Linked DNA regions of Capra hircus: region 1 is linked to region 2. A link is a contact called in public Hi-C data. All regions are on one chromosome and are shown on one strand. The core of a region is the stretch at or near the end of the contact, and the rest is flanking DNA. Distances in the headings are between cores, read along the strand shown.

Region 1 (3,178 bases), core at 394-2,893, 65 kb after region 2:
TTGCCTGGCCAGCATTTAAAACTGAGCTGAATTGTGTAGCTTTGGGAAAGCTGTGAGGCTCCACTGAGGCGGTGAGTGGCAGAGCACCCCACTGTGTATGGGCTACAGGTGGGGTGCTCACTAGATATCTGTTGAAAGATTGAGTCGTTTAGTCCTGACCTAGTGCGTCACCGTTACTAGTTAGCCATTCCCTTCCTTCCATCTGTGAGGCCCTGAATCTGGCTCCCTGTCTTCCACGTCCCCCACCTCACGGCACTTCAAACACGCATCCTCAAAGGTTATCGAGGGCCTGGCAGCTGATGAGGCCCTTGTGTTCTCGCAGTTTTGTAGGTCCTCATAGCAGCCCTGTAAGGGAGGCAGAAGAGGTTCAGTTTTTCCACTTTGTAAGGGAAGGAAATGTGCCTCAAAAGTGAGGGAATCCTGAGCCACACTGGAAATTGGTGAGGTCTTGACCCAATACCCTGTCTTCCCACTTGCCAGCTGACAACCTCACAACCACCCCCGTTCCGATGCCTCATTCATTCTCCAAATCGCCTAAGCTCTAGGCCTCTTAGGACTCAGGTCTTCACGGTCCTTCATTAATTTGGCAGTTCAGTCATTCGGTTGTATGTTCCTTCAGCGGGATTAACTGTTGAGCTGTGCTGGACCCTGGGCTAGGTGGGGGTCCTGCAGGGGACGAGAGAGTGGCGAGGGGATCCCAGCCTTCTGGAAGCTTGTGGACTAGTAGGGATGGGGTGGGTGGACACAAAGAAGGTAATGACACTGATGATTCTGTAGCTGTAATTGTCACAGGTACCAGGAGGGTGAGAGCAGGGGATGTGGGCGAGGATAACGGAGGTGACCTGGCTTACCTGCATGTGGCAGTCAGGGAGGACTTCTCGGAGGAGGTTTGACATTTAGGCCAAGACCGGAAGCAGGAGTAGAAGCCGGCCAGGGGACAGCTGGTGTGGAAGAGCATTTTAGGCGGTGGGAACAGAGGAGGAGGGATGACCTTGGAGGACCAGAAGGCCTTGTGGCTGGCTCTTGGTCAGGCCTCCTTATGGCTGGCTCCTGAGGGAGCTGATGCCGAGAGGAGCTGGGTGGGACTTTGGCTTGACTCCTGCTGTCCCAGGAGGAATTGGGTGAGGCCATGCAATGGGGCTATCATGTTGGGACGTGGTGTGGTTATAGTGCCTCCCCCGACCTCAGCATCATTCTGCATTTGGGGTGCACGCCTTCCCTTACTTTGCCCCCATCTCCCTCTCTCTGCCTTGCAGACGCTCTGTGAGCAGCTTCGGAAAGAGAACGAGGCCCTGAAGTCCAAGCTGGATAAGGGCCTGGAACAGCGGGATCAGGCTGCTGAGAGGCTGCGGTAAGTCCAGGCTCCGCAGAGAAGGCGTGAGGAGCCGGCGGGGCAAGAGGCGGGCAGTGGTGTGTGGCGCTGATTTCTGGGTTGAGAGCGCCGAGCCCTGTGCCCAGCTCTGCTTTGGGTGTCAGGTCTCTTGGTCCTTCTCCTCAAGTATTTCCTCTCTGGTCCATTTAATACCGTGAGGAGTGTTTGTGTATAAAGTGCCTTCAGAGCTTCAGAAGGTCTGGATGAAAGTGCACTCCTTCCTTGGCAACCTGCCTGTTAACAACAGCTTGCTGGCTGTTGGAGATGGAGCTCTGGACTTTGCTGCCCTCTGCTGGTCACCATCCTGTCCTGTTGTTTCTTGAGAGCTGTCAGGGAACCTCTTCTGGGCTGGCTCCTGGTCCCAGACTTAGCTGTGCATCAGAATCGCCGAGGGTCAGGAAAAGCATTGCAAGTTTGCACTCTGCACCCTCTCTCCTGTGCTGAGATTCTGATTCAGTGGGTCTGGGGTGAGACCTAGGTGTGTGCATTTTCCAGTGGGCCCATAAGCACGTTTTGTGTAGTTACAGTATAAGAGGGTCCAGGATCACCCCAGAGAAACACTGGTCTTGACCATCAGAGCTCAGCCCTTTGAGATCACGTGGGCCAAACCCCTCACCCTGCAGAAGGAAACTGAGGCTATTTTCACATGGAACCCAGCTGGCAAACAGAATACGAAGAAATCCATGTTTCAGTTGTACGTGAATCCACATCACCATTTGTCTTGTATCTTTTATCACCTACTTTAGTATTTACTTAAGAATTTCATTTGCATCATGTTTTTACTGAAGATTATTATAAAGAAAACTTACACTAGAGTAACTGGAAAACAGCATTACTTGGAATAAATAGAAGATGCCTCCAACAATAAATAACAGCAAAAATGGAAAGATGATTAATTCTGGCGAATTGCCCACTGAAGGCTCTGAACCTTGAAGGCTGCTCTTTCTCAGTCAACATGGGACACTTGCCAGCACTAGAGAGGCGCTCAGGACCTGTGAGCACCAAACTGAGACTTATCCCGTGCAGGATGTCTGAGGATAATTGGAAAGGGTGGAACTTTCTCAGAGTGTGATCCAGGGTTATTTGTTTATTTGGCTGCACCATGCAGCATGGAGGATCTTAAGTTCTCTGACCAGGGATCAAGCCCGCACCCCGCAGTGGTAGCCTGGAGTCTTAAACCACTGGACCACCAAGACGTCCCAATCCAGGGTTATTTAATGCAGTGTGGATGTATCCTGAAGATCTTACGTATACAGACATCCCATAGTTGGGGATGGATTGTTGGTGAAGATCAGAGAATTCCAGAGAGGTCATGCAGAGTGGCGTGAGGATACCATTTGTAGTTCCACCTGAGGGCAGATCTCAGGGACTCCCCTTACTCCCCAGGACTCAGCTGCAATTCAGACGAGTAAGATGTCTGAGACCCCCGTCTTCTCCACCTGGGGCCGGCAGTATGACCTTTCTGTTTGCCTCCAACCCAGGGAGGAAAACCTGGAACTTAGGAAGTTGTTGATGAGCAGCAGTAAAGACGGTGCCTCCGGGCGGCCAGGCTCACCAAAGATGGAAGGCACGGGCAAGAAGGGGGCGGCAGCACTGCAGCAGGTATGTGGTCAGAAACTCCTTCCCCAGATCCTGATGGCCAGTGCCCAGCCTCCAGGGCAGTGAGCCAGTCCCACTGCTGGAAGGTTCTGGTTGTTAGACAGCATTTCCTTGGTTTGTTCTGACAGTCCACCTCCCTGGAGCTTCCACTTCTCAGCCCATATTCTGCTGCCAGCCACAGGGAGCGTCCCATTCCCTGGAACACAC
Region 2 (3,143 bases), core at 553-3,052:
AGGCAAGAGCTGTCACTGAAGATGATCTTACGTCATATGAGGAGTGAATTGTGTTCTTTTTGTTGGGGAGAGACCTGCATGGCATTAAATAACACTGATCCTCATGCAGTGTGAAAGCTACTCCACTTTGGTTTAACCAATATTTAAATCAGTAATCAATTATTGTTAATGTCGAGGAGGAAGTCTCAGCTTGGTGCCACATCCTTGCCACAGTCGCTGATGTTCTCTTTTCATGACGAGCTGAGAGCTAGCTTCAGGTTCAGAGCTCTTGGCAAGCCATGGTATCTTGTTAAATTTGGTGATATTTGAAACCATATATTTTTGGTTTTATGGCATTTATTTTTGTGGGTTATCTGATTATGACACCAACTTTCTGTTCATAATAGTAATATAAAATTGTTTTCATTTGTTAACTCATTGAGCAGATATTTTTTGAGTGCTTACCCCTGTGTCAGGTACTCGCGTTATATCAAAGAATGAAATGGACTTGCCCTTTAGGAGTATTCAGTGCACTTCAAAATGAATGCATTTAAGTAAAACAGAAAAGTGGCTGAATTAAGTTAAAATGTTAAGAAACAGCATAGGGCATGCGCAGATACAGAAAACACTGGGAAGATCATTCAGGGGTGACTGAAATCTGGGCAGCTCTGTTCCAGTATTTCAGAACATTTTGCTTACCTTTTCAGGGAGAGCGTTGCTCTATGAAATAAGAGGACCCTGGGAGCAGGGCTGGGTTGTGAGAGCCTGGTTTCCAGTGGGGCGGGGCCAGAGCTGGCTCTTGGGGCAGGAGCCCGGCCCCTCTGCCCTTGACAGCCCCTGCCCTGCTCCCAAGCCTGGGTCTGTCTCCTCCCTCTCTCAGCTCTAGGGCAGGAGTCTGTCTGCTGCGCCTTCACCCCCGCCTTTTCCCCCAAGCTGCTTGGTTTGGGGCTCTTGGGGAAAGCTTCCCCTCCCTCGCATGCTCCTCTCCTGGCCTGGCCCCTGGGGGGCCTCCAGACACCTGCTGACTCACTTTCTGCCTCTTGTAGCTGAAAGGAACTGTGCGCCCAGCTGGTGACTTCAACCCTGATGCAGACGCCAAAGCCTTGCGGAAAGCCATGAAGGGGCTTGGTAAGGGGCACCTGAAAGGGGTCAGGTTAGCCTCTGGGGCATTGGAGGGTAGCGGGTCTGCAATGGGACCGGCAGGGGCAAGAGCTGAGGCTTCAGACTGGAGTCTGCAGGGTGATGAGGACTTTATTTGCCTTGAGTCTCCAGCCCTCTGGAATCTCTGGCTCCCTGAAGTATAGAGAGAAGGGTAGTGAGGGGCTTTCTCAGGACCCTTCCCAGAGACCAAGGTGCTCCCAGGTCCTGGTATAGAAGTGCTGAGGTAGGGTTTTTGCTCTGGCTTTATTGCTAACTCACCATGTGACTTTGAGCAAGCCCCATAACCCATCTAGGGTTCTCAGTATCCCAGGACTGGAACTCAGAGGCCCTGACCCTCAACCCAGGGTTCTCTTTTATCTTGACTAGTGACCCAGCAGAAAAGTGCACAAGGAATCCAGGTTAGTGATTGGGCCAGAAGCAAGGCTCCTGCAGGGCCATTAAGCTGGCTAGCCTGGCCTCTCCCCCAGCAAAGACGGCTGGGGCCCATCGCTGGGGGAGGTGGGGGCCAAGGCCTTCCTCTGATCTGTGGCTTTGGGGTCTTAGGAACTGACGAGGACACCATCATCGACATCATCGCCCACCGCAGCAATGCCCAGCGGCAGCAAATCCGCCAGACCTTCAAGTCTCACTTTGGCCGGGTAAGGGCCTCAGCCTAGACCCTGGGCCCTGCGTCCGCACTTTTCCTCTGACGGAGCTTGGCGTGGACACACGCCTCTCCTTCCCGCTGCACCCCGCGTTCCCTGTGATCAGCAGTATGTTTGTGACTGGTTCCCCTTAGGGCTGCGATCAGGGATTTGAGCTGTGTTAGTGGCATCTAGCTTTGGCTGACTAGTTTCTCCCAGGATGGAAATGGTACCACCCCCTTTCCTTCCCTGTCTCCTCCTTCCAGGGAGAGTGGGCAGGTCCCCCGCTTGCATGGTGTTTTCTCCACCCTCTTTGTGGTTGTGGCGGTGGTGGTGGTGGTGGTTTTGAACCCAACATCAGCCAAGGCAGACACAGACGCCCACGATTCCTATATCCTGTGGAGCCCCACCTCCTCCTTCCGTGTCTCCTACCTGTCCCAAGCCACGTGTGGGCCATTGCCGATGTTGACGTGACCTTGGCTCTGCCCTCTGCAGGACTTGATGGCTGACCTGAAGTCTGAGCTCTCCGGAGACCTGGCAAGGCTCATTCTGGGGCTCATGATGCCGCCGGCCCATTATGATGCCAAGCAGTTGAAGAAAGCCATGGAGGTAAAGTGTGGGCACCCAGGGGACGGGGTCCAGTCTGTGTGGGCGCTGGGGGAGCACAGGCGCTCCTCCTGAGCCCAGGTGGGCTGGGTGTAGCTCCTCGGTGGAGCCCCTCCCATGCCTGTCCTGGGCTCGGGGTCTTGGCTGGTAGTTCCTTGTCTTGTCACCCCACAAGGTGAGGCTTTGCTTTTGTCCCCATGTTATAGATGAGGACGCTAAGGCTCAGCGCTTAAGTTACTTGGTCACAGAGTCGAAGCCCTGGAAAGTGGCAGAGCTGGGATTCAGATCAAGTCTGTCTGTCTCCAGAGCCTGATGTGACAGCCTCATGAATCAATCCGCTGGGGTTTTAGGCTCCTTAAAGATTAAGGGAAGAACAAACTTTCCCTGGGCAAAGCCAGTTAAGATTATTGTCCTGAAAATTCCTGGACAGAAAAGTGGATGACTTAAAAACACAAAATGAGAAGGATAGGGCTACACTGTGGATCTTAGGACACTCTGAGGATCAGGCTGTCCTCACCACACATCAGCTTTTATTTTCATTATCTCTTAACTTTTTGGCCACACTGTAAGAGCATGTAGGATCTTAGTTTCCCAACCAGGGATTGAACCCACGCCCTTTGTCTTGGACGTGTGGAGTCTTAATTCAACAGCCAGGGAAGTCCCCACACCAACTTTTAATAGACTGATGAAGATACCCTTCAGGTCAGAGGACTCAGGGACGCTTGACCCCTGGGCAGTAACCTCCCAAGACAGAGAATTGTCTTACCTTTTTAG

Evidence for each region. A called contact is a pair of places that touch in the nucleus more often than the background predicts.
Region 1: a contact with region 2 is called in a Hi-C map of blood, with 2.7 times the contacts expected there. The contact joins two enhancer-like sites. A contact is called at or near these places in 4 of 5 Hi-C or Micro-C datasets (blood and liver).

Annotation. Positions count from the first base shown.
Region 1 is chr7:48,092,663-48,095,840 of ARS1.2, forward strand. TNIP1 (TNFAIP3-interacting protein 1) reads left to right here. Exons shown (of 18, transcript XM_018050139.1): 7 at 1,257-1,351; 8 at 2,854-2,974. Among named protein-coding and RNA genes, the nearest start is that of GPX3, 26 kb to the right of the region's middle. Within about 2 kb of position 1,644, at least 3 of the 5 cell types and tissues checked have an H3K27ac peak or open chromatin away from gene starts, as enhancers often do.
Region 2 is chr7:48,027,904-48,031,046 of ARS1.2, forward strand. ANXA6 (annexin A6) reads left to right here. Exons shown (of 26, transcript XM_005683185.3): 15 at 1,026-1,107; 16 at 1,684-1,778; 17 at 2,259-2,372. Among named protein-coding and RNA genes, the nearest start is that of ANXA6, 30 kb to the left of the region's middle. Within about 2 kb of position 1,803, at least 1 of the 5 cell types and tissues checked has an H3K27ac peak or open chromatin away from gene starts, as enhancers often do.